Linked DNA regions of Mus musculus: region 1 is linked to region 2. The links are chromatin contacts, called in public Hi-C maps. All regions are on one chromosome and are shown on one strand. Each heading gives the region's core, a stretch centred on a gene start, on an enhancer-like site or on the middle of the called end of the contact. The rest is flanking DNA. Distances are from core to core; before and after follow the strand shown.

Region 1 (5,297 bases), core at 934-3,433, 150 kb after region 2:
AGCTAGCTTGACCAAGTGGTTCTTGTGTGGTGTAAATTCCCTTTCTCAGAGGATTTTCTTTCCCGGTCTGGTAGGTGGCAGGCATTTGATATACCTATCCTGAGTCTCCTGGGTACCATGATGCAAGTGCGCCTTTGACCAATGAGGTCTTTTCATGGGGAGGGGGCAGTGGTGGAGGTAGGCCTATCCCTCATGTAGTTAGAGGCTGACCGACTCTGGCTTTCCCTGGGGACATGATCTTGGCAGTATGTTTTGAGGGCTTGATTTTCTAGTGACAATAACAACATGTATCTTCTGTCACACTTACTTGTTGGTCTTACACAACTGGGGGTGGGTTTCAGTGGAGAGGTCCCTGATTAATAGCATTGCTATTAATAGCATTGCTATGACCACGCCAGTTACATCACCAGGCTGCTTTCTGTGCTGCAAGGCAGGAGAAGGGAAGATCCTGGAGAAGATGGGAGCCAATATTGTGCGTCTTTTAGCGTCTCTCCAGTACCAAGCTGAAACCAGCTGTTTCTCTATGGTGAAGCTGTTCTCCTCCCTTCCCCATGACTGCAGTTTGGCTTCTTCCCAAGCTGTGTCAGTTTTTCAAGTCAGTTGAGAATGTCAAAGTGGCTGGTGTTGAAAGAGCCAATATGTTGGAAAATCCTTGAAGCCAAGTTGAACAGTAAGATGAATTAAAGACTATATTAGTGGACGGTTTTAAAGTCAAATTTGAGCGGGCTTAGGAATGACTTATTGAATTAATACTTATATATCAGATGTGCCTCTGATCAATCCTTATAAAAATTATTCCCAAATATGAAAAAATTAGCATTTTACAACTGAAGTATTGCTTCCTGTGGGGGTACACTTCGAACATAGGCCAGTAAAGTTCTTGAAGCAATAATACAGAGAAAGCATTTTATAATGAACATAAAAGTATTTGAGGAAGTGAGAAAAGGTCTGGGGACTCTCTCTTTCCCTGAGTCTGCTTTAATTCTTTTTAGCGGTTGGCTTCTCCATCTTGTGTGATTACTGTGGTGTGCTCATGCTGGATGTGTCGCAGGCTGGTGTTTGGAAACTGGCAACTGTGAACAAGTGACGAGTGAGCCCTGCTCACCCTGTTGTCATCTGTGTGCATTTCACTGAGATCTGGTGCATCTCGGCCACCGCTGATAGAACTGTTATGAAAGCCAGGGTGTGGGCCAAGACACAACATTACACTCCGTGCCCACCATGGGCTGCCAGCTCAGGTGCGCTCTTCCTGTGTGCTGTTCACTTTGCTGTTGGCTGTGTGAGAGTTTAGATCTGGACTATGAATGAGGAACATGTGGAAGGGCAGACACATCCTGACATGGCTGGGCTTGGCCTCCTTGTGGCTCAGTTCACTAAACTGTATGGAAACTCTGTCTTGTCCCTGCAGCTACGTTCTGCTGTTTAAATCAATGGCCTGAGTGCTCCCTAGCAAGAGTGCTCCCTAGCAAGTCATGTCCTTTCTTTAAAAAAAAAAAGCTCAAGTCCCCCACCTCTCCTGCAAGGTAATGTCCATTCCAGAATTGCTTCTGCTGCTTGTCATGGGGAAGGGGGGATAAATGAAATAGTGAGCAAATACACATTATTAAATGAGAATTAAATATAGCTTTGACTGAGTAGTCTGTGTGAGACATGGTATATTTTAGCAAGTGTTCTAAAGACGATGAGACTTCTCAGAGCTTGTATGGGTGATTTGTGTGCCTATGTCTACTGTGCCTTAAGTTGGTTCCTTTCCCCCAAGCATCCTCGTGTCTTCCCTCTCCCAAGTACAGCTTCTTTGCTCATCTGAGTATGTGAGCAGTGGCTAATGGTGAGAATCTTGGGGAATTACTTCATATGCTCCTGCAAGAATAACAGCAGTCGTCAGACTTGAGGCATATATACCCATGATAAATCAGCCATCTAGGAAGAAACTGAGGAATCCTGATTATTTGAGATGAAAAAAAGTATTTCTTTACTGTGTGGATACTCAAAGGCCTGCAATTCTGACAATAATAACCTTTATAGAAATTAAGCTCAGCCAGAACCCAAAACACCTGCTGACATCACTCTCACGAAATAGGTTTTGCTTTCTGATCAGCTATGGAAACGTTTACCGTATGCAGTGTAACGCACACGCATTTTCTTCTGTACAGAGGATGCGTTGGAGAACTTGACCTCCCCAAAGGGTAAGCGCTGAAAGGAAGGAAATGGAGAGCTGCCAGGCTTGTTGGCTGGAGTCACGGACAAGAGCAAGGCCTGTCTGAACTGCCACTCAGTTTTTATTCTGAGCATTTGCAGGGCTGGTGATTAGAGTGGCTTTCGCCCAATTATGCTGTGATTATTCTGCTGCACTGTAATTGACTGGGGAGATATGCTAATACCTGTCATTTGGGATGATAAAAGATGAGCGGAGGACGCAATGCATTATTTAGCTGGCTGTGTGATAGATGAGGGATGCGCAGAGTGCTTTAATTGCTGAGAAGAGAGGTTAAGCTGAACGAACGGATGAATTAGAAATGAGTTTTTTTTATGGCTTGTGGAAAAGTGAAATAAAGGAAATTGTGCCTTAAACTAAGGCAGCAACTAGAAATGAGCACAGGCGCTGGGGTCTTCCAGCATCTTGCTTTATCAATTCAAACACAAATAAAAGTGTACCTTAGAGTTGAGTAAATAATCAGCAGAGTGAGAGTAGACAAGCCATTCTGTTAAGCAGAGACAATTGTAGAATCATCTTTACCTTAGATGGTGACATTGGTGATTTGTGATCCCTTAAATCTAGTTTCAGCTCCTGCTAAGGGAATATGCAGTGTTTCTGGATTCGAATCTTTCGACGCGAATGTATAAGGCTCAAAGCACATACATTCTATATGCCTGTTTCTGAATCGAAGCAGGCCAGGAGACAAGAGGAATGAGTGTCTATAATGCCAAGAGAACGTAATACTATAATTAGTGAGAGTGTACAGACAGACCTGGGGCACTCGGTGGTGTCTCTCATGAGCCAGTTAGGCATTGGCATTTTCTGGAAACACAGAAAAGAGCGTTAATTTCCTTTTTCGTGCTGTTTCCCATTGTCACATCCACGGTAGTCTTCTGCCCACGTTTCTCCACAGTACTTAAATGTATTATCTTGGTGCCTTCATGGTTATTCATACAGTGTTGGTGTTTGCTTTGTTATAGTCATGTTCAGTTAATAGAAAATGATGTGGCAGACACAGCCTGAGCAGCAGTTTGCAGAAGAGGGTGGTTCACAGTGAAGACAGGCCTTGCACACGCTGGCTTCCAGGCAAATCATGTAACACACCAAACAACAGTGTATGAAAATGTCCTCACCCCACACGAAACTGCAGTTTGATCTTGTGGATGGTCAGAGGGAATATGGGACGGGAGGGTGGGGGCACACGCTGGTTTTCTGTGAAATGAAGGTGGCGAAGTTTTGTCCATGGTTGAATTCTCTCCAGCCAGCCAAGCTTCACTGTCTGCCGACTCAGCAGCACTGACCAAGAGCTCGATGTAAACCCAGCTCTGAGGTGTGCATGGGTTTCTGTATGGAAACATCCGAATGACAGTGCTGCATTCTGCCAGACAGATTGACGGTTTCTGGGTGATTACCTTCCTCCAATACAGTTGGCATCCCTCTCCCTCCCTCCCTCTCTCCCTCCCTTTCTCCCTCTCTTCCTCTTCCTCCCTCCCTCCCTTCCTCTCTCCCTCCCTTTCTTCCTCTCTTCCTCTTCCTCCCTCCCTCCCTCTCTTGTTATTGTTACTTACTTGCTTGCTTGTTTTATTTTTCACATTTGATCAGGAACAAAGTAAAGCTTCAATCTGGATACTTTCTATCGATTCTACAATGGACTCTTGTAGCTCCAGAACAGAACATTGTGAGAATAGAAGACATAAAGGAAATCAACATTTGCATAGCCTCAGGGAATTTAGGATTAAATGAACAGAGCTGCAGTGAACAGCAATTTATACCAAAAAATGAAAACTTGAGTTGTACCTAATGAAAGTGCCACATTTCAGAAAGCAAACATCACAGCTGCCCTGGGAATCGGGACTAGTGTTCCAAATTGAGTGTTCTTCCCTGTCAGTAACCTGCTTCCTGTTGTACTCAAAAGAAATCCAGGCTGCTCAGGTGGCCTCCCCTCCTTCCTCTCCCCACTCAAGAACTATCAAAGGCTGCAACCTTGTGCCTGAATCTTTCCCAGTTTTTCTCTTAAATTTGGACTTTTTTGAGTTCTCTCTCAAACAATTTACTTTGTTTTATGGTTAAAAAAAAAAAAAAAAAAAAAAACAACTCATGTTCTCTGGCTTTTGTTTTGTTTTTTCCAAGACAGGGTTTTGTTTTGTTTTGTTTTGTTTTGTTTTGTTTTTTCCAAGACAGGGTTTCTCTGTGTAGCCCTGGCTGTCCTGGAACTCACTTTGTAGACCAGGCCGGCCTCGAACTCAGAAATCTGCCTCTCTCTGCCTCCCAAATGCTGGGATTAAAGGTGTGCGCCACCACCGCCCGCTTGTTGGTTGTTGGATGTAGCATGTCTCATTATAAATTTGGTTTATGGTTAAAGAACTGTATGTCAGAAACTGCACATTGTTGCCATTCCTTGTGTCAGACTAAGTTCTGTCCTTTCAGAAATGCTAGGCCACGATACAGGTTTGTAACCAGAGGCATTCTAAGCCCAGTGTCGTCCTTCTCCTCAGCATCTCTGACTAGCTGACCACTCAGTTAGAGGTGATTGCCGTTCAGTTGGGCTTGTAGCAGTTCTAGGCTAAGAGAAATAGTTGTTTCTTAATATGTGGATATATTACTCTGTACAGTCTCATGTTGATATTTGAAGCTAGCTAGTGTCAGTGACCATGAGAAGTTAAGCAGCCCATTTTGGCCATGTCACAAACTGGGAACTGGGTCTCATGGAGATGATGCTAACCAGGGAGTGCTGCTCAGCTGAGGCTACTGCCTCTCCTGAGGAAGTGGTTCCTGCTGAATGGAGAATGGGCTGGAGTAGTGTACCATGGACCACAGGTGTGGTGCTGTGTGGCCAGATGCCTAAAGCAATTCTAACAAGGCATTGCTGCTTTGTGGCAGCATCAGACTCATTAGCACAGTACCTGCATCCTCTGCTCAGGGTCTCAAAAAGCAGCTCTAATAGGACTATTGAGGTTGGCAGAATTCACCTGTGTGTGGCTGTCATTCTGAAGCTCTCAATTTCTTGTGGGAGGTCAGGCACAGTTCGTACTCAGTTCTTGGAGGAGATCTGCAGGTCTCTGCCACTTGGCAGCATTTCATGGTCCACAAGATTTGCTTC
Region 2 (5,591 bases), core at 2,113-4,612:
ATGATGTTGAACTGGGCCTGCGTCAGAGAGCCATGGTGCCTCTATGACAGTCAAGCAGAGAATTCCCACTTAACACTATGGGCTTCAGTGCTGATGAGTTTCGCATTGGGCAATGGGACCCTGACAGAAATCTAAGGCAGCGCCCAGAGCGTGCTGTCAGTGCTCTCCAGTTTGGGCTGGCGTTTAAGATGAGGTAAATGTTGTGGAAATATACAAAGAAACTCCAGTATGAGGGAAAACGTCCTCTTTTTGGCACCAGGTTCCCTTTCTTCCTCTTGCCTTCTCTGCCATTTCTGTCACGTAATTCAGCCATCAGTGTTCATGTGAGTCCAGCTGTGTAGGACTCAAGGCTGTCCGTGTGTTCCACAGGCTCAGCTTCCTGTTTGCTGGCCTTGATGATAGTGTCATCACTTCAGATGTAGGCACCGGCTGCAGCCCAGCTCCAAGCCCCTTGAGTGTGGTGGGGCCAGTCAGTTGGACAGAGGAGAACGTTTCTCATGGTCATGGTGAGCATCTCTTTGTTCTTTGAGGATCTGAAAGCTGCTGTCTGTACTTCGGAATCCAGAACTAATACAGCCTATGGCAGCAGGGACAAACTCAATTAACTTAGTTTCTTGTGGTATATCAGCAAGTGGAGTGGACTTCTCCTGGGCCACTCGACCAGTGGGTTCACGGACGGTGCTGGCATCCTGTGTGTCTGTGAGTAGGTGGCATCCAAGTCCTTTCTTAGTTTTTTAAGTCCTTTGTCCACTGAGAGCCATGCATGGGTTTTGTGTGTCCCTTTTTTGGGGGGCACACCCCTGGAGAAGCTTCTTTGAAAGGCGTGGTGGTGGTGGGGATCAGTGTCCCCAGTGTCCCCAGTATCAGAGGGTCAGGTGGCTTTGCTTGAGCACATAGATGTGGAGGTTGGCAATAATCTACCCTGAAGCCTCTATCTCCCCGTCTGTGTGTCCCGCAGGGCGTCTGTGGAGGTGTCCAGGCCTTCGTCCTTTGTATGTTGCCTTCCTTTTTCCTTCTCTGGAGACTTCAGATGTGTTGAATTGAAATTTGTCTTTTCCCGCTTGTTTTTCTAGACTCATCTAATGTTAACCGTGTGTGTGTGTGTGTGTGTGTGTGTGTGTGTGTGTGTGTGTGTGGTTGGCAGGTGAGTGGGTATTTTCTTTGCTAATGTCACATCATAGTTTCCTTTGTGACCCTTGGAAGTTTTATTGGTTAACCCTGGGTTAATTAACTCCTTACTTTCACATTATCCCCCACTCGTCACCTGTTTATCTTTCCCCCTATTTCTTGGCAGGTATTGTTAATCTCCCCTCCGTCCTGTTAGGGGCTGTATTTACTTTTTTCTTTTTCACAGTTTCACTATGTATAGACTTGTTTTTCTTCACAAACTTTTCTGATATCATCATTTCAGGAAGACAGCAGTTCATCTGCCTTTACACAGCTTTAGAAACCGGTGACTGTAAGGTTCTACTTTCAAAGAGAAAGTTCTGTGTCCTTGGTTGACCAGTTGCCCTGGTGGACTAGATGACGGAGTGGGAGTTGAGCCATTTTCTTTGAGGCCCCTCTTGTGTTGTCTGCATGCTTCTCCCACTAAGGTATCCATTGCTCTCAGAGAGGGGGGTCTGCTGTGTCCCTCCCCGCCACACTGTTTCCATGGCTCCTCTCCTGCTGGCCCTCCAGATGGCAGTCCTCCTCTGCCTGAGGTGAGGACAGGGAAGGGGGCTCTGTGTTCCTCATTGCAGGTCTTTCTGTCCAGCTCCCACCACCCTGATTCCTGAGTCTTTGGGGTTTCGTGCTTTAATTAGCTTGCTTCTTATCCTCTCACCTAGAACAAATTAAAACATTAATTATCGCTTGTCTCTCTGCTTTTCTCCTTCCAAAAATTCTTTGACCTCTTGCCTGCTGCTACCCCAGCTCATGTTTTCTCTGCCCTCACAGATTTAGACTTTTACCTTTTCATTGTTCCTTCCGTGGGGGTCCATACATAGTTATAAACAGGAGCCTTGATCTGTTTATGGAAACCTGTAGAGACATTTTTAGTAAGAGCTTCTCTTACAAACTGTTGTCTACATGTTTGGGTTTCAGTGTGCCACCTGGTAACACTCTGGCTCCAGAAGTGTGTGCATTAAGACCAGAGGGGACTTCAGGAGATAAGTATCTGCGGGGTCGATTGTTGGCAGGGCCCTGGCCTGAGGAGCTGTGTGAGGTGGGGCTGTCTCTGTGTAGATTAGCCAGGAGAAAGTTCGTGGTACTGAGGCAGTGCTTTCAGAGTGATTGCTCCCTCGGGTGTGCAGGGTAGGGCTGGGAGGACAGCCTCTAGGCCAGTGGGTTCTCTGCCCATCCACAGGAGGCCAGGCTAGGGTTGCTGAGTGCCTGTGAGGGGGGCTGCTGTGAGGGATGGTGGGAAGGGACAGTTTTAAGGTGAACTGGGACAAGGGTTAGCAGAGCAGCACCACAGGAAGGCAAGGGCCACAGGCTGGGCCCAGAGGATACTCTCTGTGGTGGGAGTAGACCCTCAGGGCTGCAGCTCTGCCTGCTGCCTGCTGATGCTCTCCCTGATGCTGGAAGCTGCAGGCTCCTTGATTGAAGCCCTGCCTTGCTGGTCTCCACCTACTCCTATTGGAAGATAATCATGTTTTCATAATTGATACTAACAATCTAACAGATATGGCTAGCCTCACTCCTCAGAGAAAGACAGAATGGCATGTATCACAGGCAAAAGGTTTTTTTTTTTTTTTTTTTTTACTAAAGTTTGTGTTTAATGCAATTTTTAGCAATAGAGAACAGAATGGAAAAAGAACCTTCTGATTCATACTTATTAAGCAACCCAGAAAATAAGTTAACTGTAGTAGGGCAATCAGGAATTTTATCTACAGGCACAGCTTCATAGTATCTGTATGTGTGGCCCAGTGCCAAGACCAGTGTGAAACTAAAAACAACAACAGCAAACTGTTAGAGCAATTATAACAAGTCAACTTTGTATCCTTCTGTGTCAGGAATGAAAAATAAAGAGTCCAGCTTCCCCGGCCTGCCGGCCTGCCGGCCAGTATTTAGCATTCCTGCTGCTGTTTACAGAGCTTTGCATATGGTCTTTGAAACCCTGCGTGCTCTTTCAGCGTGAACCATCTACTCACTCTTATCAGCTTTCAAGATGCTGTCTCTCACAGCTCTGCCACTGTTAGAGCAGGTCCGGAATCAAGCAGGGAGCTGGGAAAGAGCTCCGCTGCAGAGCTCGGCTGCAGACCGCCATCCTGGCTGGAGGTTGCTAAGCTTCTGTGTACATTCCTGGTGCCCTCCTGGTGGCCTGATCCTTAGGCCTCCTTAAGTTAAAAATACTGGGTGTGTGTGGTCTTGGCAGCTGGCACGAGGCCAGGCTTTTTATATCCTGCTCTGGCCTGGGAATGGAGCTCAGCAGAGGGGGTGCACAGTGTGGGGAGGCCCTGCTGCCTGGCTGTTCTGGTTTTGTTGTTCTAAGGAAGAGACAGCTGATGCTGGCCCTCCACGCGCATCTTTCTTTTGGTCTGATGTTTGTTAGAGTAGCCATAGAGAGCCAACTTTAGAGTTTAATTTCCTTTCCCCTTTGAAGCCTGTTATACCATCTGTTAGAGAGAAACTTCTATGCCTAACTACTTATACTTTAACTAATTAATTGGGCACTGGGTTCCTGGACATATTTATTAAATGTCAACAACTTGGGACATTTAGTCTTTGTTTTTAGAGTTTTATGTCCAGTAGGATTTTTCTTAAACTATGTCCAGAATATCCTCGGGAGTGTGCACACTGCTTTACATTTTTTGTTATGAATTATTGATTAGATTGTTCTGAAGGTATCCATTTGTTTCTTCCTCCCCACAGCAGCACCTAGGAAGCTGTTTTCTGTCTCCCTCCCTCTTCTGGGTGCTGTTTTACATACTAGCATGCCAGGGCTAAAGGAGGCAAGGCAGACTCATCGCCTGCTTGTGCTATTAGACATCCGTACAGTGAGGAACAGTGCTGTGGAGTCTTCATTGTGAATGCTGTTCAGGCTGTTCCCTGCAGTATGTGGGTCAATGGGTGGCCCAGTTCAAGACCTGGGGCACTTCAGAAGAAGTGAGGTGTCTGCCCCTGGAGAGGTGTCTTCTGGGAGAGGCAAGCATCCATGTGTGTCTTGTGGGGAGGGAGTGGCTAAAGCGCTTATGGCGTATGATTGATAAGCCGATTGTCACAGTCGGGTGGACCCCAAGGAAGGGACAAGCATGTCATTGGCCCTGACAGTGATTGACAAGGGGAGGCAATTCACGTGCTTTCTCAGATGAAGATGCACTAAAGCGTTCTTTTGCACTGTTCTTCCCAAGGCCTCACGGCCACATGCCTTGTGACATTCTTGGGATGTTTTTACACAAAGTGAGGTCCTTTGCAATTTTAAGTATTCTTTACATTTAATTTATGTTTGTGTGTGTCCTGAGTGTGGTGCAGGCATGTCAGTGTGTGGGCACATGGAGGCCTCTGTTGGCCTTGTTGCCTTGAGACAGGGTCTGTCAGCAAACAGGTGCACATTACTTTCTCTAGGCTGCCTGGCCACCAAATCTCTAGGATCTTCCAGTCTCTGCCCCCAGTGCTGGGGTCACAGGTGAGCAGAGCTGTTTCTCACTTTTCTTGTAGATGCTGGGGATTTGAACTTGGGTCTTTATGTTGGCCATAGCAGGTAGTCACCTCCTGGAATTGAAGACTATTTTCTGGCAGACTTTAATGGGTAGCCCTGGCTATGGCCCTGCATGGCAGACTCGAGCTTGCCCCACTTCTTAGCCCATGCGGGAAAGATCCTGCTCGTTCGTTCTGAAGTTGGCCCAGTGCACAGAATCAGCTCTCACTAGGAGCACTTACTTGCTTCCTTCTTTGGAAATGGAAACTGTTGGGCAGAGGGGTGGACATGGCGAGGGTGTTTGAGCACACTATAGCAGACCGTTTTGGCCTGGCCAATGTGAATCGATGTGTTTTTATTAGAGCTCTTTGGCTGATCTTGGACTGTAGCATTCTCACGTTGGACTGAACGTTAACAAAATATGGATGCTTTTCTTCCTTGGGATCGGCTGCTAAATGTAAGGGGCTTTGTGGATCAGTGCTGCGATCTCTTCATTTGTAGGGTGGGAGTCCACTAAGATGGGAACTTATGTGGAGGGGTTTGCTGAGGTTCTGAGTCAGAGCCCTTTGGAAGGCATGTTGGAATAGGCCATGTAGGTGGGGAGAGCCTCGAACTCTACCTTTGCTGGGGATGGAGGACACTTGTGCTCTTTTCTCTCCTTATCTCCCCGCCCACCCGTTTTAAAGTAATTCTGTAAAATATATAAGAATGTAACTGCTTAATGCAAAAGTAAGACCCCATTTTTCAGAGATAAAGTAAGTGTGTGTGTGTGTATGTATGTGTGTAGCCGTGAATAACACAGCACAGTGCTGTGCCCCTGTGCTGTGGTTTCCTCCCTGGCTAGTGCACCTGTGTGTTTGCTGTGTGCTCCTCTCTCCCATTTTGTGTAGGCTGCACGGCAGGCCTTTGTGTGGATTGCTGTGTTCAGGCCAGCATGAGGGGACTGATTTCACTGCTGCTACAGGAGGTG

The links. Hi-C and Micro-C count contacts between places; a contact is called where the count stands out from the background.
Region 1: a Hi-C map of cerebellum shows a contact between it and region 2, with 2.3 times the contacts expected there. The contact joins two enhancer-like sites. A contact is called at or near these places in 2 of 15 datasets of contacts at CTCF or cohesin (both in embryonic stem cells), 12 of 484 Hi-C or Micro-C datasets (cerebellum, embryonic stem cells and trophoblast stem cells), 3 of 115 datasets of contacts at active chromatin or transcription factors (all in embryonic stem cells) and 1 of 9 other capture datasets (embryonic stem cells).

The regions. Positions count from the first base shown.
Region 1 is chr17:5,210,053-5,215,349 of GRCm38.p6, forward strand. The region is part of intron 4 of Arid1b (AT rich interactive domain 1B (SWI-like)); the gene reads left to right. Gm34854 (a long non-coding RNA gene) reads right to left here. Exons shown (of 3, transcript XR_876354.3): 1 at 3,766-5,297; 2 at 2,738-3,575. Among named protein-coding and RNA genes, the nearest start is that of Gm34854, 12 kb to the right of the region's middle. Within about 2 kb of position 2,184, at least 80 of the 459 cell types and tissues checked have an H3K27ac peak or open chromatin away from gene starts, as enhancers often do. A contact at or near this core is called in cerebellum, where this site is marked.
Region 2 is chr17:5,055,224-5,060,814 of GRCm38.p6, forward strand. All of the region lies in intron 2 of Arid1b (AT rich interactive domain 1B (SWI-like)), which reads left to right. Among named protein-coding and RNA genes, the nearest start is that of Arid1b, 63 kb to the left of the region's middle. Within about 2 kb of position 3,363, at least 126 of the 459 cell types and tissues checked have an H3K27ac peak or open chromatin away from gene starts, as enhancers often do. A contact at or near this core is called in cerebellum, where this site is marked.